Regions from separate parts of the Sus scrofa genome. Here all the other regions are linked to region 1. The links are chromatin contacts, called in public Hi-C and HiChIP or PLAC-seq maps. All regions are on one chromosome and are shown on one strand. The core of a region is the stretch at or near the end of the contact, and the rest is flanking DNA. Distances in the headings are between cores, read along the strand shown. Region 1 holds the start of EIF3K (eukaryotic translation initiation factor 3 subunit K). Region 2 holds the start of MRPS12 (a long non-coding RNA gene). Region 3 holds the start of NFKBIB (NF-kappa-B inhibitor beta). Region 4 holds the start of HNRNPL (heterogeneous nuclear ribonucleoprotein L). Region 5 holds the start of GGN (gametogenetin). Region 6 holds the start of RASGRP4 (RAS guanyl-releasing protein 4).

Region 1 (5,237 bases), core at 1,239-3,738:
CCAGCCCCACAGAATTCCATGCAGATCCAGAGCTTCTGCAGCCTGTTCAAGAGCAGAAATAATCAGAGCTGAAAAAAATGATTATTTATAGGACAGCTCCTGGCTCACTGTCCATCTTGTTCTAGGACAACAAAAACTTTAATGTAAGCGCCGTCGTCTATCTATTGCCCATCCGAGTGACCATCACCCCACTCCCATTTTATAGATGGGGAAGTTGAGACTCAGAGAGGAAATATACGTTTAGGGTCAAGTGGAATCAAAGCCAGGTCTTTGGGCTCCAGACCCATGGCATCCTCTGTTGTTCTATGCTAACCTGGGAGACAGGGCACGGGTCTCACAGGTTGTGGAAGTTCGATGGGGACAGAGGAGCCCAGGATGCCAGGTCTGGGGAACAGAGATCATGACCGAGGCATCTGGGATATTAATTGGGGGGTCAGGAAATTAAGGGGTTCACCTTCAGGAACAGAAAGTGAAAGTGGGGGACCTGAAGAGCAGGACGGTGAAAGATGCGTTTTAGGGGACTCGTTTTCAGGTTTGGTTACTATGAAGGGATCAACTGGAGGGCCCCCGGGTCAGAAATGAGAGTTCTGGATTGGAGATTCGATCTGGTCAAAAAAGTGGGACTTTGGTCCAGGATTGGAGGTCAGGTTAGGGGGTCCCCTGGTCAGGAACGGGAGTTTGGGGGTGGAGGCCGGGCTGGGTGCCAGGGCAGGTCTGGGGCTCATCACCAGAGATAACTGCCGTGGTAGGCCACGATGTTGGCGTGCCGACAGGTTTTCAAGATGAGGATTTCCTTCTGAAGTGTGGACACATCATCGTCTGCAAGGAAGGGCAGAAGAGAAAAGGCCGCTGCAGGGAGGGAGTGTGGGGAGGAGGGAGTCAGGGAGGGGGGGGCGCCACCATCCCGGGAGGTGGGGGGTGTGGGGAAGGAGCTCCTGGGTCCTGTCCTCACCAGGCTCCATCTTCACCATCTTCAATGCCACCAGGTCCCCCGTCACCTTGTCTCGAGCCTTGTAAAGGGGAAGTTGGCAGTCAGGCGGGCTCCATTTGCCTGAGTCCTCCTCAGCATCCCTGAACCAAAACCAGGGACCGGGACCCTCTCGCATCCCCTTCCCTTCTTGGGTCTCCCCCCAAAGGTCACTGGCTTGAGGGTGATGGAGAAGGACAGAGTTCCTCACCTTGAAGACTTCCCCATAGGTGCCGCCACCCAGCCGCTGCAGCAGGTCGTAGTGGTCCCGGGGATCCCTATTAAAAATGTCGGGGTCCACGAGGTCCATTCCTGGGGGCCAGAGCCGGGCCTGCGCCCAGGGGCCAGCAGGGCCTCAGGGCTCAGATCGCTGGCACCTCCCTCCCTCCCCACACGCCCTGCACCCGCCTTGCCTCCACCCGCTGTGGCCTCCCCCCTCCCCACTCTCGCTTCCTGCCCCAGCTCAGGGCTGTGCAGCCGGCTCCACCCCCTGTCCCCTGGGCCCTGAGAGCCTGTTAGGGGCAGCTTGCCTTGGGACCCAGGGGACCCCCCCCTTCACTTCCAGGCTGAATGTAAACCAGATGCAAACTATCTTAATTGTGACCCGGAGGGTGCCCTAACACTCCTTCCCCCATTCTGGGTGGCGGCCAAAAACTACAGTTGAACCTCAGCTGAGTGCTTGAGAGTTTGGCCACGACCGGGAGATGGCAGGTCTGCACAGAGATGGCCATGCAGTGTATGTCACTGTTCACCTGGAGCGCATACATGCACTTAGTGGTAACCCCTGTGCGGTGCAAAGGGCAGTCGATACGTGTGAAAGTACTCAGAGCATATACCTCCACATACATAACACATGCATGTGCATTCATGCCTGCAGTGTGAAGAATCTGCACATAACTCACGAGGCGCTCGCCTTCACCCACAAGACTGGAGCCTATAGGGACTGGGCGTGAGCTGTGGGGTTTCAGTAGCCTCTCACCCCGGCCATTGCCAGCAGAGCACAGCGGCTTTGCGGGCCGCTAACCCTGGCGTTAGGTTGGAGCTTGGGGACCCGGTTCAGGGCTGGAAACTGCGGTGCTCTAGATCCTGCCTCAGGGGTCGAGGCCTGGAGCAAAGGGGGCCTCCGAGAGCACCTTCCTCGGGACTTGGCCATGGCCCAAAGGGACTTCAACAAGTGCATTCCAACACAGTTTTGAGTTCACCACAGCGCGCAGCGCGACGTGCGTGCTCGCCGTCAGGGATTCACCTCCTTCCCAGGGACCTCGCGCGCACATCCCAGAGACTAGGACTGGGTACGCAAGGCCCGGGAAAAGCTCAGCCCCGCCTCCTCGCCTCGAGAGGGCGCCTGCGCACTGAACTAGACTGGTCTTTTACTCACGCCTTTGGTCCTGCTCAAGTGGAGCGTATGCGCACGCGCCAACTGCGCACGCTGGGAAGAAGTCACGTGGCAGCCGGAAAGCGCGGCAGCCGCAGCTAGAGCCTCCTCCATCTTCGCCTCCAGGGCTGGAGAGGAAACAGTGACGTAGTTTCCGTCTCCACCCGCAGTTCCTTTTCCGGTCCTCGAGGACGCCGTGCCTGTAGGATCTTCGGCTTCAGTCCCGGTGTGGGAGGCAAGAGTAGTCATGGCGATGTTTGAGCAGATGAGAGCGAACGTGGGCAAGTTGCTCAAGGGTATCGACAGGTCTGAACCTGGTCAGAGGGAGCGCTTCTGGCCAAGCAGGATGGAGGAGGGGATTTTTCGGGAGACAGCAAGGGTGGTCTGGATCCTGGGCTTGCCCGGGAGTGGGGTTTTTTCAGTCGTCTTGGAGATGTTTAAGGAAACAGCACTGCAGAGGCCTTATGGCGGGCGATAAGCTTGTCTACCGCTCAGTCCTCCCTTTTTTAATTGATGTAAGGCCTCTCTCTCTGCTTCTCGGCTTCCCCTCACTTTCCTTTCTCTCCTCCTCAGTCTGTCTCTCTCAGTGCCTCTTTCTCTCTCCCCCCTCCCATATCATTCATCCAATACATGTTTACTAAAATCTGTTTTGTCAGTGCTGGGCACTGCTGCGAACCAGAAGTGACCAAGAGAGTCACAGGCTGTGCTTTCACGGAGTTCCCGGTTCAGAGTCTAGACAAACCTGCCAATAGGCAGTGGTAGTGGTAGCCAGAAGTGGTCAGGGCTGGGATGGGGGGATGCTAGGCAGGAGAAGATGGTGCTAGACCTGAGTGGGGCCTGGGGAGGGGAGAAAGGGGTGCCTGGCAAAGATGTCCTGGAGGCCAGGTATACATGCTGCCAGGGCTGGTTGGCTGAGAGGTTGAGGAGACATCCTAGAAAAGACACAGGGCTGATAGAGTTCTCATCGTGGCACAGCGGAAACACTTCTGACTAGGAACCCTGAGGTTGCGGGTACAATCCCTGGCCTTTCTCAGTGGATTAAGGATCTGGTGTTGCTGTGAGCTGTGGTATAGGTTGCAGATGCGGCTCGGATCCTGCGTTGCTGTGGCTGTGGTGTGGGCCAGCAACTGTAGCTCTGATTCAGCCCCTAGCCTGGGAACCTACATATGCGGCCAAGGGTGCGGCCTTAAGAAAAAAAAAAAATACACGGGGGCTAGAGCTTAGGCTTAGGTCTGGGATGTGGATAAGTTTTGTTAGAGGTTATAGAGCTGATTCGGTATTTGAGTAGAGCAAGTGACCAGTGACAGATCTGGAGGGAAGCAAGAAAGGAAGAGGGAGGAGCAGGCTACAGTGTCCCCTCTCACCCCGGCCCCACAGAGCGACTGACCTCAGCTCCTCTCTTTTCTGCTCACCCATCTTGTTTCTCCTCTAGGTATAATCCTGAGAATCTGGCCACCCTGGAGCGCTATGTGGAGACACAGGCTAAGGAGAATGCCTATGATCTGGAAGCCAACCTGGCTGTTCTGAAACTGTGAGTGTCTGCATCTGTTCCCACCACTGTGTCAGTAGCCAGCAAGGTGCCGCTCCCAATACTGGGTAGGGTGGGAGTTGGGGGTGGCCCACAGGATGTGGCTTCTCTCTCTTTTAAGTTGAAATGTAATTGATGTACAGTGTTATATTTTCAGGTGTGAAACATAACAATTGGATGTGTTTATAGATTTTATTCCATTTAAAGTCAATATAAGAGTTCTCTGGTGGCTCAGCAGGTTAAAGATCCAGCGTTGTCACCGCTGTGGCATGGGTTTTATCCTTGAAACTTCCATATGCTGCAAGTATGGCCAAAAACATGGTTATATAAAACATTGATGGAGTTCCTGTCATGGCGCAGTGGTTAACAAATCCGACTAGGAACCATGAGGTTGCGGGTTCGGTCCCTGGCCTTGCTCAGTGGGTTAACGATCCGGCGTTGCGGTGAGCTGTGGTGTAGGTTGCAGACGGTGAGCTGTGGTGTAGGTTGCAGACGCGGCTCGGATCCCATGTTGCTGTGACTCTGGCGTAGGCCGGTGGCTACAGCTCCAATTGGACCCCTAGCCTGGGAACCTCCATATGCCGTGGGAGCGGCCCAAGAAATAGCAAAAAGACAAAAAAAAAAAAAAAAAAAAAAAAAATTGGTTATAGTCTGTGCTGTATGTTACATCCTTGTATCTTACTTATTTTATATCTACCAGTTTGTATCTCTTAATCTCCTTCGCCCGCCTGTCTTGCCTCCCTCCCACCCTGCTCCCCTCTGGTAACCACTAGTTTGTTCTGTATATTTGGGTTTGTTTTTGTTTCATTATAGTCATCCGTTGTCATCTTTTAGGTTCCACATATTAGTCAAAACGTACAGTATTTGTCTTTCTTCAGCTTATTTCACTAAGCGTATTGAGGTCCATTCATGTCATTGCAAAGGGCAAAATTTCATTCTTTCATGGCTGGGTGATGTTCCCTTGTGTGTGTATCCCGTTTTATCCATTCATTTGTTAGTGGACACCTAGAGTGCTCCCATGTCTTGGCTGTCATAAATAGTGCTGCTGTGAACATTGGGGTGCATGTGTCTTTTCGACTTAGTGTTTTTGTTATCTTTGGATGTGTACTCAGGTTGGAATTGCTGGGTCATATGGTAGTATTTTTTTTTTTTTTAATAATTGTTGGTATAATGTTGTGCCAATTTCTCCTGTACAGCAAAATGACTTAGTTATCCAGATATATATATATATATATATATATATATATATATATATATATATACTTATTTTTATTTTTAATGTTCTTTTCTATCATGGTTTATCCCAAAAGATTGGTTATGGTTCCCTGTACTCTCTGGTAGGATCTTGTTGTTGGTCTATTATAAAT
Region 2 (5,237 bases), core at 1,974-4,473, 250 kb after region 1:
CAGCTCTCACTTTTTGACCACACCTCCTGCTGTGGAGTCCCTCTGTGAGCCCTGATCCCTGAGCAAAGCCCTCTGTCCTCTTCCCTGGCTGTAGTTTTCCCTACTTCCCCGAGGCTGGAAGCCAGAAGGGGATTGGGGGGTCACAGTGTGGTCTGTTACCCACTTGGTGGATCCCCCTGGGTGTCTCCTGGACACTTCACGGCTCACCATGTGCAACAGGGGCTCTGGGAAGAACATCTCCCCCCACATCTGCTCCTCCTCCTCCAGGACAGGCCTGCTGGTCCTCTCCTCCATCCAGCTCCACAGCCGGGACTGCGTCCTGACCTTACTGCCTCATGAACGTCCATCAGATCTGTAGCCCCCCCGCCCCGACTTCCCCCCAGCCTGCCATCTCCTACAAGGAGCCCTCTGCCAGCCTCCTCGCCTTGAGGCTCACCTTCTCCATCCAGCTGGAGTTCTCATACCATCCTCTCCCGCCTGGAAGCACCCAGAGCACCCCAGGGGCCCTAGGAACACGTTGCCCGCCTTGCTACTGCCTGCAAAGCCACATGCCACCTTCCTCTCCATACTTCCGCCCTAAAGAAGTGTTTTTCGAGCTTTGGGATGGGATCCATTTCTGGGTTACATTTTTTTTGGGGGGGTCTTTTTAGGGCTATACCTCGGGCATATGGAAGTTCCCAGGCTAGGGGTTGAATCGGAGCTACAGCTGTCGGTCTACACCACAGCCACAGCAATGGGGGATCCAAGCCACATCTGGGACCTACACCTCAGCTCACAGCCAGATCCTTAACCCACTGAGCAAGGGATCAAACGTGAATCCTCATGGATACTAGTCCGTTTTGTTACCACTGAGCCACAGTGGGAACTCTCAGGTTTTAAGTTTAATTTGGGGTCTTTCAACCAGCACGTTAATAAACTGCAGAATAACAGACAAAAGATTTACCTTGTAAGGGTACAGGTCGGCAGCTTTAAGTACATTCAGACCTCTATGCTTTCGTAACGACCCACCTCTGGAACGTTTTTACCTTTGCAAAAACCTCTGTACCATGAAACATCCCCTCCCACTAGCCCTGGCAACCACCACTCCACATTCTGTCTCTGAATCTGAATGCTCCAGGTGCCTCATATAACTGGATCACACAGTCCTTTTGTGGCTGGCTTATTTCACTTAGCATGACGTCTTTATGGTGCTCCATGCTGCAACATGTGTCAGAATTTCCTCCTATTTAAGGCTGCGTGCTATTCCTTCTGTTTCCACATTTTCTTTATCCACTTATCCATCAGTGGACATTTGGGTTGCTTCCACCTTTTGGCTATTGTGAATAATGCTGGTAGAAACACAGGCACACAGATATATGTTTGAGTCCCTGCTTTCAGTTCTTTTGGGTACATACCAGAAGTGGGATTGCTGGATTATGTGGTAATTCTATGTTTAATTCTTTAAGGAACTGCCACATATATATAAAATTTAGTGGGGGTTTTTTTGGCCACACTCTTGGTATATGGAAGTTCCTGGGCCAGAAATCAAATTCGAGCCACAGCTGCAACCTACACCACAACTGCAGCAACACTGGATCCTTAACCCACTGTGCCACAAGGGGAGTTCCCTATATATATTTTATTTTATTTTTTGTCTTTTTAGGGCCACACCCACGGCATATGGAGGTTCCCAGGCTAGGAGGTGAATCAGAGCTGTAGCTGCTGGCCTATGCCAACAGCCATAGCCACGCCAGATCCTTAACCCACTGAGCAAGGCCAGGGATTGAACCTGCGTCTTCATGGATGCTAGTCAGATTCATTTTTGCTGTGTCACGACGGGAACTCCCCTTATATATATTTTAAATTAACTTCTCTGATAGAGTTTTCTGCTGGCCTAGTGGTTAAGCATTTGGCATTTATCACTGCTATGGCCCAGGTTCGATCCCTAGGAACTTGTGCATGCCTCCAGGGCAGCCAAAAAAAGTAACTTCTCTGAGCCTTAACTTCCTCACTGATAAAGTAGGGGAAATAGCTGTACCTACCTCACAGGATTGTTGTGAAACTTAAATGAGACTAATCTGTATAAAGCACTTAAAATAGGATGGCTGGGGAGGAGCTCCAAGAGATGGCTGGGAGGATTCCGAGTTCCCATCATCCTTAGCGCCCCAACAGGGTCTAGAAATATGGTGACACCGGTTCTAGTTCCCCAGCATGTAGTATTATATAGGTGCTAGCTTTGCGATTATTATCATTCGCTGTCTTATTCTCAACACCTGGAACTTAAGGTAGGCGCTCCCTAAATATCTTTCAAAGGATTAAATAACACTATTTAACTGCCTGATACTCGTGGGTAGGTGCAAACTCTACTTTTCAATCTCCAAAGGCAAGAGGCTCCCCTCACCTCTGATTCACATCTTTGTCCGGCATTTCCCTCTGTGGCCTTAGGGTAAGCCTGGTTCGACGTCGGAGCACATTGGCAGACAGTAGTAAGTTCTTAGTGCAGAGTGGGTACTCAACAAGCCATATGGAACAGGAGCATCATGGATATCTAGACTGTAGGGCCTTGGCACTCCACGGATAACTGGCACGTACGTGAGTGCCAAACACGTTTGCTAAACTTGGGAAGAAACTAAAATCCTGCGATAAGACCGCCCCCTCCTGGAGAATATCTGGCACGCCCACTTCGTCCCTAGAGCGAACAGCCAATAAGCAAAGCGGCCAGGCCTGGCAATGCCGGCCAGCGCAAGCGCACTCACGATCGCCGGCAGGTCGTCAGATCGCAGCTCCCCCTTGCGGAGATCCAAGGTGCGCGCCGCCTCTTCCGGGTATGCGCACAGCGGCTCCATGTCCAGCTGAGGGAGCGCGCTGTAGCCTTCACGTGCGTGCTCGTACAGGAGGTTCCTGTCTCGCCTCTCCGTAGCGAAGCTTCTCCTTGGGCTCTGGTTGCAGGCATAGCCTCCCCGGAGCCGCAGGCCCCGACTAGCCACCAGAGGCCACAAACGCCGCACCATGGACGCAGCCATCTTGGAAGGGGGACAAAAAGTCGCGCACTCTTCATCCCGCCCACTACGCGTTTAGACCAATTGTAAAGCAGCTCTTCTCCGGGACTAGCCAATCAAACTTTGGAAGGAGTGAGCCCCTCCCATGCCTCAAAAAACACTGTTCTGGGAGAACAGTTGGCCGAGATTGACATTATCGTTGCCCAATCGTCATCTGTTCCCCGCCCCTTCAGTGTACCGGGAAGGGCAGAGCCAGCCAATCCCTGCCGGGATAATTCCATTCAGTTAGAGGTCAGATTTGGCGTGTCGGCGGACCGGGCTAGTGTCGGAAAGGTAGACGGGATTCTCGGGTCCTCGAAACCTCCCCGGGTCTCCCCTCAGTTTCCCTTTTCCTCTTGTATGTGAGCAGGGGCGGTTGAATCCCCGAGAGGCTATTCAGAGCAAGACTAAATTTACGGAGGGACTTTCTCTGTTAGCGGCTTTAGGAGTTGTGGTTATACAGTCGGAGGAAATCCCTTAGATTTAAACGGAAGAGTCCGAGAGCGGGATGGGGAGATTTGGCCCTTCCCCGATCACGGACACTTTCCCCTCCTTCTCTATCTGAATCTCTCATCCCCTAAAACAGGGACCCTTCAGGCGGCGGGATGTCCTGGTCCGGCCTTCTCCGTGGCCTCGGCACGTCCCTAAACTGTGGTAAGTAGGGGACTAGGGCTGCAGAGCCGAGGCTAGGTGAGGGTTATCCCCCCTGGGACTTGCATCCTCTGCCGAGGGAATCAAGGTTTTAAATCAGGGAGGATACACGATGGCTTTTGGCGGAGCTGGTGTTGCAAGGGAAGGGGGTGGGAAGTAGTTGCATTGAGGGCTACTATGGGTCAGGGGGGTGTCAGGAGTTTGGGTCGGTTATTTTTTTCAGCAAATAATATTAAATATTTCCCTTGGGTGAGACGTCCAAGCAAAGTGTTGAAGTTGTTCATTCAACTGGTATTTTCCAAGAGCCTAGTACATGCCGGGCACTGAGAGGGAAGCTTTATTATGAACCTGTTTCTTCCACAAATACCAAATGTTTCTCACAGGTCATGCTCTTTGTGAGATATTCCACCTGCGTATTCACTCTTCAAACCTTTGTTAAGCTCCTTCTTTCTTTCCTTTTTTTTTTTTTTTTTTTTATGCCCAAATATGGAATTTTCCAGGCTAGGGGTTGAATCGAGCTGTAGCTGCCAGCCTACACCACAGCCACAGCAACATGGGATCTGAGCCACATCTGCGACCTACACCACAGCTCACTGCAACGCAAGATCCTTAACCCACTGAGTGAGGCCAGGGATCGAACCTGCATCCTCATGGATACTAATTGGGTTCGTTTCCACTGGGCCACAACAGGAACTCCCTGTTAAGCTCTTTTTTGACATTGACTAGGGATCACAGGGCTGAACAAGACAGATCTCTGCCCTGCTTGGGGAATCTGGGCTAGGTTGACGTGCGGATCACACAGTGCTTAGGAGGCAGGAGGAGCTCTAATGATGGTGCCTACCCTACAGATGAGCACACTGAGGCCCTGAGGTGAACAGTCGTGCTCGGCGGCGGTGGCACATCACTAAGGAGAGACTTCTAGGAATCCCCTTTGAGGATTCTGCTGTCACTTGAGGCATAAGGATACATGGAAATGGACGGTAAGGCCAGGACCTGCCGTGGGTACAGAGGGGAGTGGGAAGTTTGGGTGTTGAGAGGGCATCCAGCTAGAGGATGCACCTCAAAGCCCTGGTGTGGAAGCTCTAAGAGGACATGGCTCAGGGCTGAATCAATCACCACAGTCTCTCTCTCTCCATTACTGGGACCAAAACACAGTAGGTGCTCAGTGAATGTTTGCTGAAGAGAATCCAGTGCTGTGTCTTTTAATGTCCTAGTTCCTTTCCATGAGCAAATCTTATCTCTCTTAGAAACATCTCTGCTCCCCAACCCCTGCCTTCCCTCTCAGTGCATTGCTGCCACACTCCTCTTTCCTTCCTTTCCTTTCCTCCCTCCCTTTCCTTCCTTTTTGCTGCCCTTGCAAATTCCCAGGCCAGTGGTGGAACCCTCACCACAGCAGCGACAACTCCAGGTCCTTAATCTGCTGAGCCATCAGGGAACTCCCACTCTGCTCTTTCTGCTGGTGTATTTGTGGACACAGGCTGAGGCTGGAGCAGGGAGAGCAAGGGGGCAAGAGGGGAAACGAGGTCAGAGAGGCCAGGGGCAGACCATGTGGGGCCTTGTGGGCCCCTG
Region 3 (5,237 bases), core at 1,832-4,331, 230 kb after region 1:
TTATTAACAGTACAGTGGTAATTACACCAGATTTTTTTCTCTGTGAGAAAAACTCATCATTTCTCCAGAAATGGGTCATATCGCAGCACAGCGCTGCACTTTGCGTTTTCTGCAAAACACAGTATGGCTGGCAGACCCTTTCCTCCCTCTTTTGTGGCCGCACCTGTGGCCTGCAGAAGTTCCAGGGCCAGGGACCAAACCTGCACCACAGCAGTGACCTGAGCCACTGCAGTGACAGTGCCACATCCTTAGTCGGCTGAGCCATCAGAGAACTCCCACCTCGTTTTTTTTTTTTTTTTTTTTTGGTCTTTTAGTTTTTATGGCCGTACTCAAGGCACATGGAGGTTCCCAGGCTAGGGGTCGAATCAGAGCTGTAGCTGCAGGCCTATGCTACAGCTACAGCCACTCAGGATCTGAGCCACATCTACAACCTACACCACAGCTCGCAGCAACGCCAGATCCTTAACCCACTGATCGAGGCCAAAGATTGAACCTGTGTCCTCATGGAGGCTAGTCAGGCTTGTTAACTGCTGAGCTACGATGGGAACTCCCCCACCTCCTTCTTTGAAACAGCTACACAGTGTTGCGTTGTCAGGGCACCCCATAGTTCATTTAACCAGTGGACCGACAGCCCTTTGGGTCGTTTCCAGCTTTGCCGTATCAAACAAGGCTGCAATTTATAGCTTTGGGACGGAGGATCCCTTTCTCCCATGAAAACTTCTTTCCTGACAGTGGTCGTGCTTCGGGAGCCAGGGGAGGGCGAGGCCGGCCGACAGGAGCTCTGATACCCTCAGCGTGGCTCTGCTGTGCATGTGTGGGCAGCTGTGACACAGCTTCTGCACTGCCCTGCCTCTGAGCTGCCATCTCACGTCTGTGGGTGGGCTGGCACGCTTTCAGGCTGCAGACAGGGAGGCTCTGTGGAAGGACAGGAGGGCCTTGCCCGGCACGTGGGAGCAACTTGGACTAAGGGGGAGCTGGAGGTGCCAATGGGGCCTCTGTGAGTCCAAAGCGAGGCATCTGGAAGGCAATGTGCTGGGTACCATGGGGTGCAAACCCATCTCTGCTCCTCTAGCCAAGGGTCAGAGGAAAAGCTATTGAAAAACTCTGTTTCAAATCCCTCATGTGTAAAATGGACACAGTAGGCCTTGCCCCCCACAGGGATGCTGGGAAGATGAGACGCTGCACATAGAGCACGAGACAGAGTACCTGCTGGAGTAAGTACTCAGGAAATGCCAACCATGGGAATAATTAGCGGAGCACCCCAGCCACCTGACCTCTGAGCGCATCTCACTCTCCCGCCTCCCCGTGTTTGCACAAGCCGTACCCTCCGCGTGGGACCCCAATTCGCACCTCACCTAAGAAAATTCTAAGTCACTCTACACTCACTACTGCGAGTCTGTACCTCAACCTGACTCCTAGATCAGCCTGTGGGATTCCTCCAGGGAAAGGACTGGCTGGAATCTGTGGGACTCCACGAAGTTTACTCTGGGCTCCCAAGGTGCCCTGAGCTGCTTTCCTTGTCACCCTACACTTGGCTCTGAGATCTCTTCCATGCGCAGTGCAAAAGAGGTTCAGAAGGGATGGGGTGGGGGGTGGCAAGGAGAGAGGAAGGTTTGGAAGGGCAGGCCGGGGGCTGAGGCTGCACGCCCTCCTCTGACAGTCCCCAGAATCCACCATTCCCCGGGAGGCTGAACCAGGAGGTGGGGGGAGGGACTGGGGCAGGGAGCTCAGGGCCCTGGGGTTCCCATCTCCCCTCTGCCACCTCCCTCCCAGGATGGGGTGTGGGAAGTCCATCTCTCTCCTTCCCGCCACCCTTCCGCCCCATCTCACCTGAGCCTCTTGCACCTTCCCTGTCTGGGTCTCCACAGGGTCTGAGGCTGGGGGGAGGAGGGGGAGCAGACGTGGTTAAGGTGAAGGGAGTGGTTAAGGGGGAAGGAAGGGCTTCAAATTAGTGGGGCAGAGGGATCAAGAAAACTCACCAACCTGGTCATACCGGGTGGGGTGGGGGTGTAAAATGGAAGTGGAGGAGGGCGGCAATGGGGAAAAGCGGACCTTATCAGTGTGCAGACGGCTGGGAGGAGAGGTTAGCGAGGGACAAAGAGGCCGGGACAGGAAGGTTTAGGCGAGGGAAGAGAAAGTAAAGCACGCCCGGCATGGAGGAAGACTTAGGAGGAGTTAGGAAGGGTGTAGTAGTGTGAGAGTGTGTGTCATTAGGTTTACAAGCAGTGGGAAGCCATAGAAAGGAGAGAAGACATACTCTGCCTGTTGGCAGGTTTGGGAGAAGAGGTGCAGAGTGTGTGTGTGTGTGTGGTGTGTGTGTGTGTGTGTGTCGGGCAGGGTGGGGTTGGTTTCGGAGAAAAAGGAAGCAATAGGAGGGGACCCTGGCATCCTACAGTTGCTACTAACAACCAGGTACCCTTAGCAACCAGGACCGCGGCATCTTAAGTCCCTAGCAACGAGGGTCCTTGGCAACTAAGGTGCGAGAAACATGTGATCATTAGTAACTTGGGGGAAGTGGCAAACGGACCCTTAAAACCTAGCGACCCAGAAAGCCACCAATCTAGCAATATGGATCACTTGGCAACTGCCCCCGGAATCCCATTTTCCCCCCCATGCAACCCCCATCTCCTGCCCCACCAAGCCTGCCCTCGGGCCCCGGGGCCTACGACCCTCAGCTAGGCCCCGGTGCAGCCCTGCCCTCCCACCGGGGTCCCCGACTCACGATCCGGCTCGGCCATGGGCGCGGGGCGGGGGCCCTCGGGACTGTCACCGACTGCTCTGTCCCGTGACGGCACCGGAAACAGGAGGGGGCCGAGACAAGGCAGAGAACTACAACTCCCAGCAGCCATCGCGATCGCATATAATGCTCTGCACCGCGTACGGAGCGCGCCCCCACGCAAAGGCCGGACTACGAGTCCCAGAGGGCTCCACGTCCACAGCCATGCTGGTAAAGGACTCCGGGAAAGTGTGGGAAAAGGTAGAACGCCGTAGTCCACCTGAGTGCTCTGATTGGTCATCATGTGGCATGGGGGCGGGGCGTGTACTACTTAGCCCACCCTGATTGGATGAGTCAGGGGGGCGTGTTGGGGAATTCCCCGCAGGGCGGAAGCTCGAGAATTCCAGGCAGAGCCCAGCGACAGGCGGGCTGCCGCTGGGGGCCCCTGAGGCTTCGGGGGCCATGGCTGGGGTTGCGTGCTTGGGGAAAGCTGCGGACACCGATGAATGGTGCGACAGCGGCTTGGGCTCTCTGGGTCCGGACGCAGCGGCCCCCGGAGGACCAGGCCTAGGCGCGGAGCTGGGTCCGGGACTATCGTGGGCGCCCCTCGTCTTCGGCTACGTCACTGAGGATGGCGACACGTGAGTGAACCTTAGACTGACAAATCGGGCCCCAGGGTCCCACATCTCCAATCCTGACTTCCCAACCTTTCAATCCTAAATCTGTCTTTTGATGCTTGACTTCCTGACCCCAAGACTGGCCTCTGATAAAACCAACTTCTTATCTAATTTTGATCCTAACCCAATAATGTCTGGCCTTCCTTTCTTGAACTGATTCTCAGAGTTATGCGTTCATTGATCAGACCCACATTCAGTGATCGATTCCACATCCAAAACTCGATTTGACCTTCCTGACCCCAGTCCTTAGCCCTCTGTTAGAACTGTAGTTCAGACAGGCTCCTCCTGACCTTTATCCTCCAAATATGATCTTTGGTCCTCAGCGCCTAACTTACATGAGCCTTAGATTTTATTTCGAAATTAATACTTGGCTTTTGACTCCAGGATCCCACCTTCTGAACTCTGATCTTCAAAGCTTACATTCAAAGAGAAAATGGAAACTACATAACAGCAGGAATTCATCTATTAAACAAATAATCCAACACCTTCGACTTTCCAGGAACTGTTTTAGGTGTGGCCTAAAGGCAGGGAGGAAAGCCCAAAAAACATTTGTCTTGTGGAGCATACATTCTAGTGGGGGTATATAGACAGAAGGGCAGATAGACTGACAGGGAGGGAGGAAGGGTAGGAGGAAGAAAAAGGAAAGAAAAGGAGAGAGAAGGAAAGAGAAAAAAAGATACACAGACCTAAAGTAAGAAAGGGAGAGAAAGAAGAAAGGCAGGAAGAAACGAAGACAAAAATTAAAAAAAAAAAGAAAAATAGCATGTCAGACGTTAAGAAGTTCTTTGGAGAAAAATAAAGCAGGGAAGTGAGACAAGTAGATTATCTGGGGAGAACATTGCACATAGAGGGAAAAACAGTTGTAAAGGCCCAATTGAGGGAATGTACCTGGGGTTTTTGAGTATCGTGTTTACCGCTGTATCCCCAGTGACCCAGCAGCCCCTGACCCATAGGAGGCACTCAGGAAACAGTGATCTTCTCAAACAACCAGCTGTGGTTTCATTTATTTTCTCTTTTTCTCTCTTTTTGCTTTCTATTTTGTTGATCTCTGTTCTGACTTATTTACTTTCTTCTCTTATTTGGGGTTTAATTTCTTCTTTTTCTCGTTTTTTAAGATGGAAGCTGAGGTCATTGATTTGAGACTCTTTTTTTTTTTTTTTTTTACGCATATAAGTGATTCATGCTGTAAATTTCCCGGAGTAGTGCTTTAGCAGTATCTCACCAATTCTGATGTGCTGTGTCGTTTTTTGTCATTTTGTTTTGTTTTGCTTTTAAGGCCTACCTGCGACATACGGAAGTTCCCAGGCTGGGGTCAAATCGAAGATGCAGCTGCCGGCCTACACCGCAGCCACCGCAATGTGGGATCTGAGCCCTATGTGCGACTTAGACCACAGCTTATGGCAGTGCCAGATCTTTAACCCAGTGATCCGGGCCAGGGATTGACCACATCCTCATGGATACTGGTTGTGTTCGTTAACCACTGAGTCACAACAGGAATTCCATGATGTGTAGTGTTTTTATTTAATGCAATATACTTTCTAATTTCTTTTTTGATTTCTTCTTTGGTCATCGGATTCTTCAGAAGTATGTTATTCAGTTTCCATATCACAGGCATCTTTCTTTCATTGGCTTTTAGTTTAATTCTGTTGGGGATGGAGAGCCTAGCATGACTTGAATCCTTTCAGACTTTTTGAGACTTGTTTTAGGGCCAAGAATATAATGTGTGCATTTGAAAGAATGTGTATTCTGCTCTGGTTGGGTGTAGTGTTCTCCGAGTGTCAGTGTTTCCCTGGTTCTTTTGTTGCTCAAGTCTAGATTTCTACTTGTTCTGTCAATTATTGAGA
Region 4 (5,237 bases), core at 729-3,228, 180 kb after region 1:
CTGGCCGTTAATTATTCTCCCACCAACATCTGTGTTGGAAAATTCTACTTAGGCCCAACTTAGGTAAAGGAAAAGTTTTTCAGGAAAACAAAACTCCAACCTGTATCACTAAAAACCAAGACAGTTCCCTTCCCAAGGGAAGGAAGAATCTTTCCACCCACAGCCTCTGGGAAATCAAAAGGAAAGTAACTTTCTCTACCTCTGCCCAGCTCTGGGCCCAGCCTGCCGCTTGAACTACCAGGCAGAAGCCCATGGAACGGAACAGAATCGGATTCTATTTCAGGAATGAACCACACAAACCACAGGAGGCACACCCGCTCGATGGCTACCAGCTCAGATGGCTACCAGCTCAGCGATTTGGAGTTCCAGGGCCCCTAATCCCAACCCCTCCCTGCAACAGCTACGGGACCTGGACGGATTTACTTCACCTCAACAGTAATACCACGCCCTATCTCCTACAGGAGTGTCAAGAATTCAATTGAGATAACTTTAAAGCGCACGGAACAAGACCTGGAACAGTTTAAATGCTAGTAAATCACAGCTACAGCGTGCTATTAAAACCTGGAAAACCCGGCAAACGGCTGACCGTGACCAGGAGAGGACTTCATGAACTTCCAGGGAGGAGGAACCGGGTTCCAGGCCAGCAGTAACAACTGGTAGCCTCTTCCGCCTAGGGGATTGAAGAGGCTCCAATCCCTTCCAAAATGCCCACCCTCAGAGAACATTTTGATTCGAGAAACTGACTGCATCCAGTTAACCCCTAGAAATTGTAAGCAAACTTGTGATAACTCCAAAGCTTGGCTTAAACTTCTAAACGCCCAAGACCTTTCACAAGCCCTTCTTCCGGTTTTCGATGCCCACAAAAACGAGGAACATATCCTGGTCTAAAAAAACATCCTTAAATAAATGAGTTTCTGTACAGGGACAAACCATGACGCTACAAAAACTAAAAACGATCAGGCAGAATTCCCCACTCAAGCAGAGAAAAATGCCACCGCCCACGCGCTCCCCGCGGTGCCCCCCCCCAACAACCGCCCACGAGGCCGGGGCAGGAGCAGTGCGCCTGCGCAGGGGGCCAGACAGGAAAACGATAGAGAAAAACGGCCAGGCCGCGTGCCTGGCCCCCACAAGCTAGCCCGCGGCGCCTGCGCAATGCGCCAGCCGCAGCGCGAGCAGTTTCCTCCACCCCCCACCTCGGGATACCGCGCACGCGCAAGCGCCTGTCCTCGCGCAAACCCCGCCGTTTGCCCAACGTCTGCCCCTCCCCCACCCCACCCCGTCCTTCAGGGCGAGGGCCTGGGCGCGTGCGCACAGACTCAGCCACCTAAAATTAATACTCTCTAGATTGGCAATCTTCCCTCCCTTCCCCGGCCGTCTCCGGCGCCTAGGGCCCTGGCCTCACCCGCCGCCGCCGCCCGCCGCCCCGGCTCCACCGCCGCCGCCGCCTCCATGCTGGTCGCCGGCGTTGTCAGTCTTGAGCCGCTTAGGGGCCCGGCCGCCCTCACTGCCGCCGCCGTAGTAGCGGCCACCGCCGCCTCCGCCGCCCGCCGCCGCCATCTTCACCATCGCTCCGGACCGCCGCCGCTGCTCGTCCGGCTGCTGCCTCTGCTCCAACCGCCGACGCCGCTTCTCCGCCCGGGGCAGCAGCCTCCGCGACATGGCGGCGCAGAACCCGCCTCCCCCCGCCTCTCATTGGGGGAGGGACACGCCCGTCACTCGCCGCCCCCACCCGATAGGGGAGCCACTGGTCCCGCCGCGGCGGGAGGGGAAGCCTCCGTCCGCCTTGCGTGCCTATAGGATAAAGGCCACGCCGTTCTGCAAGAGCGCCCGCCCTCGTTTGTCTGGGACACTCCTTATAGGCGAGCGCTTTCTGCAAGTTATTTTGCCGACCCCACCGCCTTAAAATAAACTCCAATTTGATAGGTCGGATTTCTGGCACAGCCTGGCCTCCTTTGGAGTACCTGATAGGAGCGGCGCTCCCCAAGCTCCTGAAAAGCCCCGCCTCCTTCCCGCTCTTACTGGTTTTCTCCCTCGTCCATCAAACGGAGAGCCCTTAGTCATCCAGTCGCAGCGACTCCCTTCCCCAGCCTCTCTACAAGGAGAGAAGGAGGCCCCTCCCTTTTGCTTTTCACTACTGGCTGCTGTAGATGTCCGTCGTCTGGGTCTCCACCCGATTAGTCATTTGAGAGTGGAATCCTCTCACCAGATTGTAGGACCACTGGTGGGCCCTGATTGGGTGGAAAGGGGAGCCCATCCCAGGCCCGTAGGCGCTCTTTGGCGCAGTCAAGGAAAGGATGGGAGGCGAGGACGCATGCGCGAACTGCTTTCTGGCGCCTCCGAAGGCGGGGCAGCCCTCCAAAGGAGCGAAGGCCTGAAGTACCTTGAGTAGTTTTTGATTTGCTGTGAGCAGCACTGGAGACCTACACCAAGTTACAGGGAAACGGCCAGTGTAGCTCTGTCCCCGTCACTATATCCTATTCCTCTCTATCTCTAACTTTCACAGTGCCAGAGGAATTGTTTTTAAAAGTCCCTGTCTGACCTTTTTCTCAGTATAAAACCATTTGCTGCTGCCAACCGTCTAACCCTGTCCGGTTTGCCGGCATTCTTTCACCACTCCACCTCTAAATTCAGCCACAATAACTCAGTTTGCAGAAAGAAAAGGATTTTTCGCGCACCTCTCGATCTTTGGCCAAGCACGCCTTTCCAAACGACACTTTCTCCACTACCCCAGAACTAAGGAATAAATTTCTCTAGCCCGTGCTCAGTTCACTCTGAAAGTGTCCCTAGTCCCTACCAGCCCAGACCGCAGGGCTTCCCCCATGATAATCCCTGATCACTCAGCCCAATGATTTTCACACGACAGCCTTTACAGGGTTATCACAGTTTGGTTCTGGGTGGGTTGGTTCTGTGTGGGCAAGGGAAGGGTGGTCCCCGCCTCTGCCTTAGACTGGCCTATCTACCAAACGCAAGGTGTATGTAGCACCCAGCAAAGTGCTAGCATTAGCACTCTGCAAAGGGAGTAGTTCTAAGCGTCCAGTGGGCCTCATTTTCTTAGGGCCGGGCCAACCCTCAGAGGACACCCTCTCTCAGTCTCTAGAGTCCAACAACGCCCAATAGTTGGAACCAGGGGCGGGGCGGGGCGGGAGCTGACCTAGGATGCCACCCTGTGGGCTCTAAGGTTATGGGGCTGCCTGTTGGTGGGAAGGAAGAAGCAGTCAAGAAGAGAGGAGACAGTAGTGGGAAATGCGGGGGCGGCCCCCCTAAAGATGCTCCGGAACCTTTCCATCCGGGTGAAAGGGAGTTCCCGAAATGGAGGTCCCGGTGGAAACTAAGTTAGAAATGGGATCAGTGGCACTAAGATATTGGGACCAGGCCTGGTAGGTCCGCGGGTTTGGAAAGAGAAAAAAGTTGAGGATTGGGCTGTGGGGATCTAAAACAGCTCCCAATCACCCCGGGAAGACCCGAAAGGGCGGAGAATAGAAATGGGGGACCGCTGGGCGCCAACACGTGATCTGTGCTGCGGTGCAAAGGCGGGGCGGGTCCCACTGAAAGGCGGGGTCCCAAGGTCCCGACGTCAGAGGAATGCGGTGGGGGGAGGGGAGAGAGGGGCCCCTCCCCTCCCCGCCCCCGCGCCCTGCCCGGACGCCCCTCGCGCCGGCGCGCGGCGACGGGACGCGACGGAACCGTCTCTCTCACGGCACCTTCCAGGCAGCTCGCCCGCCCCTGCGCGCCGGTGGCGGGCGACCCGGTGGCCGTGTTATCTGCACCCCCGCGCTGCCGGCCCCTGCCCCTCCCCCACCCCATGCGCTCGGGCCACGGGCGGCGCCTCCCCTACGATCCCCCCGCACCGCTGCCCGACCCCTCGCCCCGAGTCCCTACCAGTTCGGCGGCGAGCCTGGCCGGCCGTCCGAGATCGAAAAGAGCAGACACTGGGAAGTTTTGGGGGAGGGAGGGGCGGGCCTTAAAGGGACCACGACCTCTTTCCAGCCAGGAAAAAAAGAAAGGGGGGGCGGTAGAGGTGGGGAGACCGAGAGGTGCTCCGCGTTGAATGGAGGAAGCAGCGTAAAAAAGGAACGGGAAGACTCTCGCGTCCCTTTTCTCCAAACACCCCCAAGCCCTCACCCCCCCCCCGCCCCTATCCCTCACAGAAAGTCGCACAGTTGCTTGAGAATCACGCCTTAATCCTTCTGGTCAGCCACGTGTTGTGCTGGTTAAGGTAGATGCTGAGGTGCACATTGTGCGGGTGGGGAAATGGGCTCGGAGAACGCAAGCGACTAACCCAGGATCCCACAGCTTGTAAGTGGCATAGTAAGATTTGTCTGCCACCAAAGACGCAGAACCACTGCACTGCAGGGCCTGTTCCGGTTCTGGGGGCTGCACTATCCCTTGGAAGTTAGAGTGGGCCCCGGGGTCAGACTGCTACCTTTCAAGTATGGACGCTGCCCCTACATATCCTGTGGCCTTGGGAAAGTGATTTAGCATGCTGGGGCCTCCGTTTCCTCACCCATTAGGAGGTTGGTAATATCGCCTGCCTCTCTGGGTGGTCTTGAGAGGTGCCGAGAATGTCTGGAAGCGGACCTCAGGTCTACCTCCCTTTCACAAATAGGCAAAAGTAAGGCAGAGAGAGGGGAAAGACAGCTGAAATTCACAGTTGGGCAGCCTGGGAAAAAGCAAGTCCTTCCCTCCTTAACACTCCCACCGCTTAATCTGACCCACGTGGGCCCATCTAAATCCATTCCCAACCCTTTCTTGTTCTCCCCCCGGCGCAAACACCCGTTTTCCTTCTGTTCATCAAATACCCAAAGCTCATTTCTGACTTTGCACTGGCTGTTCCTCTGCCTAGAATACTCTTCTCCCAGGTCTTTGCTCCTGGTCTGACACATCTTGGCTCAAATATTACCTCCTGAACACTCCAGCCTAGTTAGCTCCCTCAGGCAGTTATAATCATGGCTTCCGGTTTATTGTCCTCTTTGCTTTTATTGCCATGTGAAAATATCTAGTTATTTAATTTCTGTCTCCTCACTAGAATTTGGGCTCTGGGCCAAAAGAGAGTATGTTTTAACTACTCCAAGGGCCTACCCTGGGGTCATCCATTCACTCAACAGATGCTTATTAAGCCAACACTATTTGGGGCATCTGGGATAAAATGGGGAACAAGATAGGAAAAAATTGGAGTTCCCTGGTGGCCTAGTGGATAAGGACCTGGTGTTGTCTCTATTGTGGCTCTGATCTCTGCC
Region 5 (5,237 bases), core at 1,375-3,874, 170 kb before region 1:
GCTGTGATGGGAGCTGGAGCCGGGGCTGGGGCCTGGGCCGAGGCCGGGGTCGGGGCCGGGGCCTGGGCCTGTTCGGTAGCCAAGGCGAGGGGCAGAGCGGGAGGTGGGGCGGGAGCCACTGCTGACTCCAAGTGGCCCGGGCCTGCGGTCGGCGGGAGCGCGGCGGGCAGCGGCGTTGGCTGAGGCATGGGCGGCTGCGGTGTGGGAGGAGGTGCGGGAGGCGGCGTGGGTGGTGGCGTGGGCGGCGGCAACGGCGGCGGCAGCACCTCCTGCGGGTCCGGAGGCCCAGGGCACACAGGCTCGCCATTGGCAGGCGCCGGGAAGATGAACATAGGCGGCGCCAGCAAGGCCGGTGCGGGCCTCCGGGGCCCTGGAGCTGGATGCATCTGCCCTGGCGGAGGCGGCGGGGAGCCCCAGGGCCCCGAGAGCGTGGCTGCGCGCCGTCGGGGCGCCCCGACGCCTCCGCCAGCTCCGTTGAAGCGAAAGTGGCGTTCAGGACCATCAGGAGGGCTCACCCAGTCAAATTTGGGTTTTGAGCCTGGGAAGGTGGTGTAGGGTGGCGGTGGAAGTGTCCGGACATGGGACACAGGCGCCGAGGGGGGTCCAGAACACCCCTCGCTATCTCCATCACCGCCCTCTGCTTCCTGAGTCCCTCGAGGGACCTCTCCCGGAGAGCGAGCGGTCCCAGGAGCGGGCCCCTGCTTCAGGACCTCAGCGTAGGAGATGGCTCCCGAGGTAGCGGAGAAGAGTCCTGCACCTCCTCCGCCGCCCCCAAGAGAGGCTTTGGCTGCTAAGGAACTCGAGGCTGCCGCAGGGGGTAGAGGGGGCCCTGACTTGAAGGTGACTTTACACAGCAAGTTCAGGCCGGGCTCGGAGGCCGCCGGCAGGGCCATTTCTCCCTCGCCTGCTTGGGGAGGTGCCCCTCTGCGGGCACCGCAGGCCGTCTGGACCTCGCTACCGCGCCTGGCTTGGCTTTCTGTAGGGGTTGCGGCGGGTGTGGCCAGAGCAGGAGTGATTTTACGATCCAGGGGCTGCCGGTCGGAAGGTGGCGGTAGTGGTGGCTTCCGCAGCTCTGAGGGCGGTGGAATCGGGGATAGGGCCCTCGGGACAGGGTTGGAATCCTCTTCGGTTAGTTGCCGGGGCGGCGGCGGCAGCGGGCGGAGGCTCGGAGGGTCGCCCTGGCCGCGATGGCTCGCCTCCAGCAGACCGCGGATTCGGGGCACCGAAGTGCCCGTGGGTTTTCGCCACTTAGACGGCGCGGGCAGCAGGGTCCCCACGGGGGGCGGGGGTGGCGTAGAGACCGTGGCCGCAGCCGCCTCCTCTGAAGGAGGCGTCACTGGCGAGGGCAGTTCTAAGGTCAGGGGCAGGGGTGAGGGTGAGGCCTGGGGCTCCGGGGGTACCAGGAGTCCTGGGGGCGGAGAGCTGCCAGGGAACCAGACACCCAGCCCTCGAGCCAGGCGCATGGCTGGGGAAGAGGGGGTCACCTCGGGCTCCATCAAGGATGTCCGGCGGGAGTCGGAGGACCGGCCCGAGGCCTGCTCTTTTCGGGAGCCCCCGCCAGCGGACGGCTCCGACTGCACGTTCCCCATTTCTGACGGAGGTCAGGGACTGTGGTCAGAAAAACGTCAGCCAGTCAATCTATCAGGGCTGGGGGAAACCCACGAGGCAGAGTTGTACTTGGTCCTATCTATCCTCACCCGCCCTGCCCTTGTCCTCCGATATCCACTCGGGAACTAGTCTCTAGCCGCATTCCTATTTCTCTGCTCTTGACGTTCACATCTTCTTCCCCGTGGACCCATACAGCTGCTGTTCAGGTACAGAGTCCCCATTCTCTTAGTGTACTAAGGTTCAGTACCTGTCTTCCTATCTGGACCCTCAGATCACATCCCTTCGCTTTGACCACATCCGAGGTCTCTAGACTCCAAGACATAGGCCTTGCCCGCCTTCCTTGCCAGTTACTCAGGCCACAACACGCGTGGTGATTGTACTCTGTAGCTTGTAAGACCAAGGAGTACCAGCTTCTCTCCCTGAACTCTCAACAAGGTTTCTTTGGCCCAGGCCCCGCCTCCTCCCTCTGGTCCCGCCCCCGATTGTCAGGGAATCGGGCCTTCTCAACCAGACCCCCCAACCCTCCCCAGGTCTGGCCCCGCCTCCGCTTAACAAATCCAGATATTTTTGTCGTGCTAACCCCTCAGTCCTCACCTCTAACCCTCAACTCCCTCTCAATTGATTATTTGGTTCCCGCCCTCTTCCCAGGCTTCACTGCTAAATTTCTTTTCCTGCTCCAGGTCTAGCGGCAGACCTCATACTCAGGCTCCACCCCTTCCCCCAAGCTCCGCCCTCGCTCCTCCTCTCAGAGGATCCCACTCACCGACTCCACCAGCCGACCGAAGTTCGGACCGCGGCCCCCTGGGCCCAGGGGAGGGAGGGGAACGGCCGCAGCAGAAAGTAACCGAAAAGAACGGGGCAAGCGGGCGAGGCAGCAAGAGCGGACCCCGAGACCTAGGCCCCGCCCATAGGCTCGAGCCCCCCGCCCCGTGTGCCAGCTTGAGCACTGCCCCTTAGGAACCTGGATCTCCCTTTGAAATACTCCAGTGTCTTCTTCCCCGCCCCCAGGCCTTGCAGTCCTAGGCCCCACCCCTGTAGAACGTTCTTTTAAGCCCCGCCCCTTCACAATGCCCCGCCCTCTCCGTTAGTTTCTCTCCTGAAGCTCCGCCCATTATGAACACAGCTGCGTAGCTCCTCCCTTTTGGAACTCTCCGTCGTCCGGCCCCTAAAGGCAGTTTACTTGTAAGCTCCGTCCTACAAGGACAACCTCTCCTCCCAAGACCCTCTTTCCTCTGGCTCGCCCAGAAGGCCCTTCCTCTGTGGATCCGCCCCTTCTATGACGCACGCGCTCGTCCGCGCCTCCCGCGTCTTCACTCTCCTTTTCCAGGCCCTCCGACCCCGCCCCCTAGCGATGCTCCCTTCTCGCCCCACCCCTTTTCGAACCCCGCCAGGCACCCCGCCACTCCCATTTAGAACCCAAAACATAGACCTTGCCTCTTTAGAACATCCAGAGCAAGCTCTGTCCTAGACTCCCTCCCTACATCCTCAGGGACCAATGGCACAGATGGGTGGGAAAGGAGGGGATCCTTTCTGGATCCTAAGAAAATGGGGGCTGGGGGGCTGTTCGCTGGAGCCAGGGCCGGGCTCTAGGACCCAGCGGGCAAGTGCGCCTGCCTCGCGCTTACCCCTCCCCCCAAGCCGCCCCCTCCCCCCCCATCTACCAGGTTTCCCCTCCCTCCCCCCTCGCCCCGGCTCCCGGTGCCCGTCTCTAGCGCCGCCGGAGCCAGCGAGGGAGCTGGAGCGAAGAGGAGGAGGAGGAGGAGGCCACGTCGCCACCGCTCGGAGCCCGGCCGGAGCCTTCCAGGCAGGTGCCGAGGGGGGCGAGGGGGCGGGGGCTGACAGACGGCCTGTCACGGTGAGGGGGCAGCCGGGACCGCGCAGCGCCTCCTGTCCACCGGGACGCCCCCAGACCCTGGCTGGAAGGACAAGGGGGTGGGGGCTCCTAAACTGCGCGGCAGCCATTTGGGGTACCAGTCTCCATTTGGGGGGGCCTGGACTTCCTACGAGGACACCCCATTCATAATTTCCGTACTGGACCCCCACCATTGAGGAAATCTGGGGACCACTCCCCCCAGGAAACAGATCATAGGGAGCGTAGGGCACCCAGAAATCCCGGCATCCCATCCCAGTAGGCCCTGGGGGGGGACCCCTGCCCTCTTTCTCTGCTTCACCTGTTGTCGGGGGAGGCGGGCGGACAAAGGAAGCAGCGTCACGTGACTGCTCATTCACAAAATCCCATCCCATTGAGAAAAGGGGGCTGGGGGCGCTGCGGCGGCCCCTTCCCCTCCCGAAAGGCTGGGGAAACCCGACAGCCTGCTGGTGGGGGAAGGGGCTAGAGCTCGTGGCTTGGGTGCTTGAGGCTGGGGCACCAAGGTCCCTGCGCTAGGTGGTAGTGAGGGGTTGGAGGCTGATCCTGATTGCTGGGCGGAGGGCTATGGTCCCTGAACAGGGGGGAGGGGGGCTGGGGGGCGGGGTAAGATGGTTCTGAAGGATGCTGGGGCCGGGAGAGGGAAGAGGAGGGATCAATTCCCCCCTCCCCGCCCGCCTGCCCGCCCGCAATCTCTCCCCCTTGCCTTTCCTCGGCAGGGGCCTGAGGGAGCAACCTTGATTTTGTGAATGAAATGCTCTCTGGATGTGTCTCGGTCGCCCGTTCCTGGCTTCTTCTGCCTCCATCTCCCTTTCGGCCTGTCTCTGGCCATTTCTGGTTCTCTCCCTGCTCTCTGCCCATCTCCCGTTGCCGGGTGACTCAATGAGCTTTGCATCCGGTCTCATTCATAAATCCGGGAAGGGGTGGGGGGAAGAGAGCCTGGGTTTCTCACCCAGCCAGTGGCCTGGGCGGCAGGGTGCGGAGGCAGTGTAGGGGGGACTGGGGCTGAGTTGATGGGCTCTAAGAAAATACATATGCGCAGGCACCCAGCTGTGAGGGGGACGATGGGTGGGGCTGTGGGTACGTGCAGAGGGAGGAGAAGGAGAGAGGTTGATAGGGGATGAGCAGGAGGAGGAAGGGAAGTGGAAGAGCAAAGCTATGGGGGGTGAGGACGGGCAAGATGGGGAGAGGGAGAAAAGGTGGGTAGGGAGAAAAAAGGTAGCTATGGAGGAAAAGGTAGGCATGGGAGGAAGGAGATGGCAAGAGGAAGAAAGAAGCAGTGCTGGAGGAAGGTGGGCATGGGGAAGAAGATGGGCAGAAGAGACGTGATGGGGACGGGGAGAAGGTGGCATGGGGTGGAGGTGGGTATGGAAGGTGAGGTACAGGCTGGCTGAGGGTGCAGTAGATCCAGCTGAGGGAGCTGAAGAGGGGAGGTGAAGGATGGGGGGGACACTGAATAGGAGAACAGGATTGGGGCTCACTGACGGTGTTGTCTCTGTCCCCCCCAAACTCCTCCAGGTACATGGTTCGGGTCCGAGCCGTGGTGATGGCCCGAGATGACTCCAGTGGGGGCTGGCTGCCTGTGGGGGGCGGGGGCCTCAGCCAGGTGAGCGTATGTCGGGTCCGAGGGGCCAGGCCCGAGGGGGGGGCCCGCCAGGGGCACTACGTCATCCACGGGGAGCGCCTCCGGGACCAGAAAGTGAGCCACCCTGGGGCATGGGGGTGGTGTGGGGTGTGGGGAAGTAGGGGAACGGGGCTGGGA
Region 6 (5,237 bases), core at 1,540-4,039, 140 kb before region 1:
ACTCCAGGGGTTACTCCTGCCCTCTTCATGGAATTAGGGGAGAAGATCCTAAGACTACCCTGAACACCCACCCCAGGGAATCATGGGAGAAGACCCTGAGACTACTCCAGGGATCGTAAGAACGCTCTCCTCCAGGCATTACCCCCCAACTCCCTTTGACTCTATGGTCCCAAGGCACAGCGGGAGAGGCTTCCTGTTACTCCTGATTTCCTGGGGAACCACAGGAAAAGACCCCCAGTGTCCTTCTTGTCCTCCCCAGGGGGAATCATGCGAGGTTCTGCCTTCAGGGACACTCCCCAGAATTCCCCTTCGCTCTGCAACATCTGCCCCTCCTCCTCCCAGCCCTCAAGAGAGAAGCAGATCCCTCAGATTCCATCTCTTCCTCCTCTCCCGCCTCTGTGACCCGCACTAAGGTGAACAGATCCCTCTCCCAAGCCAGCCTTTCGACAGGACCTGAGTCTTAGCTGCAAGCCTGGGTCCCTAGGTCTGGAGCCTGGAGAGAAGATATGGGTGCAAAGTGGCCTCGCCAGAGCTCTTCAGAGCTGGGCGGGGTCCCTGAGGCTGAGGCAGCTTCAAGGAAAGTTTCAAAGTAACCCCTACTCTGCCCTGTGCCTCCTGGAGGCTCCTGTTCTCGTTGGGGAAAGGGGGTAATGGAGAGAGAGGGATGGCGGAGGAAGGAGGGAGCAGAATCCGGGCAGAATGGCCTTGGCTTCCACAAGGGTCAGACAAAACTGGATTGGAGGAATTTATGCTGACGATGTAACTTTATATTAATCACATAATTTCTCTGATCCTCAGTCTTTTCATTTGAAAAATGAGAGTCATCCTTGGAACTTCCCCAGGAATTTATTAGGACCATTCAATGCCCTGCTCTTCAAAAGTGCTAAATAAGGGGTTTCAGGAGTTCCTATCGTGGTGCAGCGGAAATGAATCCGACTAGGGACCAGGAGGTTGCAGGTTCGATCCTTGGCCCCACTCAGTGGGTTAAGGATCTGGCGTTGCTGTGAGCTGTGGTATAGCAGACATGGCTTGGATCTGATGTGGCTGTGGCAGGCAGCTGTAGCTCCAATTAGACCTCTAGCCTAGGAAACTCCATATGTCGTGAGTGTGGCCCTAAAAAGAAAAAAGAAAAAAAAAAAAAAAGGGTGGGGGGATTTCATTTGCTTAGACTCTTAAGTGGCCAGAGGTGGGAAAGGTAAATTTGAGATGCAGAGAGGGAATGTGATGGAGCCAGGTGTGGGGAATGGAGGTGAAACCAGAAATTGGGAGACTCTCATAAGAAGGGCATTGCCACGTTCCTGGTGCATCCTAAGGGCAGAGTAAGTCAGTATTGAATGTTGCCAGGTAAGAGCTGGCATTCTTGAGTACTGAATGTGTATGGGCAGAGGGGTGAGCATCTATCAAGACCAGTGGTTCTCAAAGCACAGTCCCCAGCAAATACTAACAATGTCACCTGGGAAACTGATATAAATACAAATTCTCAGGCCCCAGCCCAGACCTACAGAATCAGAAACCTTGGAGGTGAGCCCAGCAGCCTGTGTTTTCGAAGCCCTCTAGGTGGTTCTGATGCATGCTCAAGCTTGAGAACCATAGGTCTAGATGGTACCACTGAGGGCTTACATGCCCCTCCTCAGAAGGCCTATGATTATTCTATTGAGAGAAGAAACTGAGGCACAGAGTGGTTCAGTGTCTTACCTAAGGTCACACAGCCAGAAAATGAGACAACCAGGTCTCCACCACTAAACTCCTGGATATTATCGGGAGGGGACCGTTTGCCCATCAGAGACATGCTGGGGGAGGCAGGAAGAGCTGCCCAGGCTAGGGACCTCGCCACCTGTCACCAGGGTAAGGGCAGGAAGGCAAGCTTGCAGGTGACAGGAGCTCTAGTCCAGAAGCTTCTGGCACAGTCAGCTGCTAGGCCCTTGCCTGTGGACTGTCTGCCCTGGGGTCGTGTCTGGAGCAGCCAGGGGTAGCTGAAGAGACAGGGGAGCCGCCTTGCCCCAGCGTCACACTCCCCTCCCCCTGGGGCAAGGCCTTGCGGGAGTCTGGAGTTTCCAGTCCCGGGAAGAAGGCAGCGAGTGACTGGAAGGGGGAGCCAAGAAGACCCGGGCGCGGGGGGCGGGGGGGGGGGGGGGACAGAGACAGCCAGCCTCTAGGGAGTTAGGGTCAGGGGGTGGGGTGCACGGGGAAAACAGGGTTGGAGCAGCTCAGACTCCAGAGAGCGCGAGGCTAAGACACAGACGCTCACGCAAACAGCCCCAGCCCAGCTGCCTCTGGACTCCCTGGAGCATCTTTCTACCTGGCGGCCCCCTGCTCGAGCCGGCAGCTCCACACCCTACCCGCCTCGTTGGAGCCTCCCCCAACCTTCCCCGGCAGCCCTGGGGCCCGGGGCTTAGGCGCTCCTGGTCCCTGTGGGGAGGGTCCTCTCACCTCTTGCTGTCTTTCCTGTTCATGCTTCCTGAGGGGGAGGGGGTCCCGCAAGAGCGGGGCTCAGCTCCTCCCCAGTCACCAGCCTCCAGCTTCTTCGCCCCTTGGGAGCTGGGGCCTCCTCGGCGCTGGGGAAGGAAAGAGGAACTGCCCCTCCCCACCCAGCCCCAGGCCAGGGGGAAGGAAGAGGCTGGGGAGCGACCAGAGGCCCCCCTCCCCCCCTCGGGGATCCCTTCAGGCTGAGGTTTCCGGTGCCGCCCCCACCCCCAGGCACCCCGCGGGCTCTATCTCCCCCATCTCTCGGTCTCCGGACCCGTGATTCTCTGTTCTGTTACTGTCATACTTCAATAAAAGCAGCTTAAGAAAAAAAAGTATGCCTAATGCGACACATCTCTACACACACACACTTCAAGAGCAAAGTCTGGGTTTCTAGGAGGGCATGTGCCGGTGTAACTAGGCGCAAAGCGGGAAAGTCACAAGGCATGATATTTTGTGTATTTCTTCGTATGTTTCTTTCATGTCTCGCTTCGTTTTAATAATACCGTTTATACCCCAGAGAGCATTTTCACTTTGCTACCTTTAATGGAACAAACCTTTATGTAGCACCTACTGTATACCACACACTTTTCCGAGGGCTTTTCAAATAGTGACTCATTTCATTCTCACACAGTCTCGAAGGCCGTCATCTTATTATGAAAACATTGTAGATGGAAGTTAGCCCTCCAGGAGCCCTCTCCCCACCGCGTAGTCCCTCTCAGGCAGGGGTGACCTATGTCATACATGGTTGGGTTTTACCTGATCTGTTGGCTGTGCGTTTACGTACGTAAAAATGTGCTCATAGACGCAGAGACTTTTCTTTTGAGTATGTATGCTTTTTCTCTTTTACCTGAATGTGTCATGCTTGAGATATTTTTAAATTGAAGTACAAAGAAGAGTCAAATCGTAAGTGTTTAGGTTGTTGAATGGTGACCAACAGAACACATCCATGTGACATTTACACAAATCAAGAAACAGGACATTTCTCATCCCCCACAAGCCCCCTTGTGCCTCCCAAAGGTTACCACCAGCCCAATTTCTCGCTGAGTACTTTTGCCTGCTTTCGAGCTACGCGTAAATGGAATCAGCTATCGCGTCTGGCTTCTTTCACCCAACATCATGTCTTTGTGATTCTTCCATGCTATTGATTTCTTTGCAGCTTATTTCTTTGGTTGCTGTATAGGCCTCCCTCCTGTGACTATCTATGGTTTATTGATTGATTTTTCCTGTGATGGGCATTTGAGTTGTTTCCAGTTTGGGCTGCTGTGAATAATGCTACTGTGATCCTTCTGGCCTCTGTCTGTTGGTGAACAGTGTGCAGGTCTGTAGGGTGGATCCCTGGAGTGGAATAAGTGTCATGGTATTTAGTATGATTCTGCCAAACCTAGTACGGGAGTCACTTGAACCAAAGGTCTCAGGATATTTTTGCTCCTTTCTTTTTTTTCACTGAAAGACGCACCATGGATGGTTTTTTGGATTTCTTTTTAGGGCTGTACCTGCAGCCTATGGAAGTTCCCAGGCCAGGGGTCAAATCAGAGCTACAGCCGCTGGCTTACACCACCACCACAGCAACACAGAATCTGAGCCGTCTGCAGCCTACACCACAGCTCATGGCAGCTCAGGATCCCAGACCCACTGAGCAAGGCCGGAGATTGAATCCTCATCCTCATGGATACTAGTCGGATTCATTTCAGCTGCACCACAGCGGGAACTCCAGAGGTCGGTTTTTAATTAAAAAAAATTTTTTTTTTCTTCTTTTCTTTCTTTTTTTTTTTTTTCTTTTTTAGGGCTGCACCTGCAGCATATGGAAGTTCCCAGGCTAGGGGTCAAATTGGAGTTGCAGCTGCCAGCCCACACACAGCAATACCAGATCTGAGCTGCATCTTTTACGTATGCCGCAGCTTGAAGATCCTTAACCCACTGAGTGAGACCAGGGATTAAACCCCCATCCTCATGGATACTATTCAGGTTCTTAACCTGCCGAGCCACAATGGGAACTCCCTAAAATAAAAAAATAAAAAAATCTTTTATTTTAATGCTTTTTGGACACACCCATGGGATGCAGAAGTTCTGCAGCCAGGGATTGAACTTGCACCACTGCAGCAACCCAAACCACAGAAGTGACAACACCGGATCCTGACTCCTGAACCACCAGGGAGCTCCAGGATGGTTTTTTTCAGATCAGAGCATTTAGACAAGCACAGAGCTCATTCTCTTTGGGTTTTCCATTTCGTGGCAGGCACATGGTTTCAGACATGCTGCCTTCTTTCCTCCACCTGCCTTTTCTCTTCTTTCTCCTTCGACCTCAGGGGTGCTCTCCATGCTGTGCTGTCTATCTAGCGCTCAGCCCAGCGCATATGAAGCACCCGCATCACACAAGGTCATGTAACGGCCCTGGCTGAGCCGAGCCTGCAGTGGGAGAGTGTCTCCAGGCCCCAGGACTCGGAGAAGCCTCAAGGGAGGGAAAAGGCTCCTGCACTGCTTTGAACATGTGCTGCCCTCGTGGCCCTCAGACAATAACACTGACAACCACAAAGGGAAAGAATTATGAAGCAAACCATGAAAACTCACGAAACAATCAAAGGATGCATTTAATAACATCCACATCAAGAGTTATTTTAATGAGGATGTCAGGGAACGAACATCAGAAGACAGAGATGAAAAGCGGTATTTAAAATACCTACAAATCAATGAGAAATTACGATCTAGAACGCACAAGAAACAGCTGCCAGTCAGCAAGAAAAAAAGCCACTCTGATTTTAAAAATGGGCGAA

What was found. Hi-C and Micro-C count contacts between places; a contact is called where the count stands out from the background. HiChIP or PLAC-seq counts read pairs in DNA pulled down with a chosen protein or histone mark.
Region 2: a Hi-C map of skeletal muscle shows a contact between it and region 1, with 5 times the contacts expected there. The contact joins the promoter of MRPS12 here to the promoter of EIF3K in region 1. A contact is called at or near these places in 5 of 47 Hi-C or Micro-C datasets (fetal heart ventricle, heart right ventricle, liver and 1 more).
Region 3: a contact with region 1 is called in a Hi-C map of skeletal muscle, with 3 times the contacts expected there. The contact joins the promoter of NFKBIB here to the promoter of EIF3K in region 1. A contact is called at or near these places in 2 of 5 promoter capture datasets (fetal liver and liver), 5 of 47 Hi-C or Micro-C datasets (heart right ventricle, liver, mesenteric adipose tissue and 1 more) and 1 of 2 datasets of contacts at active chromatin or transcription factors (alveolar macrophages).
Region 4: a Hi-C map of liver shows a contact between it and region 1, with 1.9 times the contacts expected there. The contact joins the promoter of HNRNPL here to the promoter of EIF3K in region 1. A contact is called at or near these places in 3 of 47 Hi-C or Micro-C datasets (alveolar macrophages, heart right ventricle and liver).
Region 5: an H3K27ac HiChIP or PLAC-seq map of alveolar macrophages shows a contact between it and region 1. The contact joins the promoter of GGN here to the promoter of EIF3K in region 1. A contact is called at or near these places in 12 of 47 Hi-C or Micro-C datasets (alveolar macrophages, blood, embryonic fibroblasts and 8 more) and 2 of 2 datasets of contacts at active chromatin or transcription factors (alveolar macrophages and skeletal muscle).
Region 6: a contact with region 1 is called in an H3K27ac HiChIP or PLAC-seq map of alveolar macrophages. The contact joins the promoter of RASGRP4 here to the promoter of EIF3K in region 1. A contact is called at or near these places in 1 of 47 Hi-C or Micro-C datasets (epiblast stem cells) and 2 of 2 datasets of contacts at active chromatin or transcription factors (alveolar macrophages and skeletal muscle).

What each region holds. Positions count from the first base shown.
Region 1 is chr6:47,473,696-47,478,932 of Sscrofa11.1, forward strand. EIF3K (eukaryotic translation initiation factor 3 subunit K) reads left to right here and starts at 2,489. Exons shown (of 8, transcript XM_003127119.5): 1 at 2,489-2,648; 2 at 3,775-3,873. The coding sequence starts at 2,590. MAP4K1 (mitogen-activated protein kinase kinase kinase kinase 1) reads right to left here and starts at 1,395. Exons shown (of 32, transcript XM_021094343.1): 1 at 1,179-1,395; 2 at 953-1,010; 3 at 729-819; 4 at 1-42. The coding sequence starts at 1,277.
Region 2 is chr6:47,725,295-47,730,531 of Sscrofa11.1, forward strand. MRPS12 (a long non-coding RNA gene) reads left to right here and starts at 3,224. Exons shown (of 3, transcript XR_002344649.1): 1 at 3,224-3,311; 2 at 3,604-3,671. SARS2 (serine--tRNA ligase, mitochondrial) reads right to left here and starts at 3,100. Exons shown (of 17, transcript XM_021094351.1): 1 at 2,736-3,100. The coding sequence starts at 3,002.
Region 3 is chr6:47,700,563-47,705,799 of Sscrofa11.1, forward strand. It overlaps NFKBIB (NF-kappa-B inhibitor beta), which reads left to right and starts at 3,082. Exons shown (of 6, transcript XM_003355897.5): 1 at 3,082-3,357. The coding sequence starts at 3,179. It overlaps SIRT2 (sirtuin 2), which reads right to left and starts at 2,780. Exons shown (of 17, transcript NM_001114271.1): 1 at 2,723-2,780; 2 at 1,831-1,877. The coding sequence starts at 2,738.
Region 4 is chr6:47,653,878-47,659,114 of Sscrofa11.1, forward strand. It overlaps HNRNPL (heterogeneous nuclear ribonucleoprotein L), which reads right to left and starts at 1,979. Exons shown (of 15, transcript XM_021094349.1): 1 at 1,403-1,979. The coding sequence starts at 1,659.
Region 5 is chr6:47,298,952-47,304,188 of Sscrofa11.1, forward strand. GGN (gametogenetin) reads right to left here and starts at 2,625. Exons shown (of 3, transcript XM_005664585.3): 1 at 2,372-2,625; 2 at 1-1,608. The coding sequence starts at 1,589. SPRED3 (sprouty-related, EVH1 domain-containing protein 3) reads left to right here and starts at 3,260. Exons shown (of 6, transcript XM_021094342.1): 1 at 3,260-3,412; 2 at 4,994-5,081. The coding sequence starts at 4,998.
Region 6 is chr6:47,330,552-47,335,788 of Sscrofa11.1, forward strand. It overlaps RASGRP4 (RAS guanyl-releasing protein 4), which reads right to left and starts at 2,790. Exons shown (of 18, transcript XR_001309084.2): 1 at 2,431-2,790.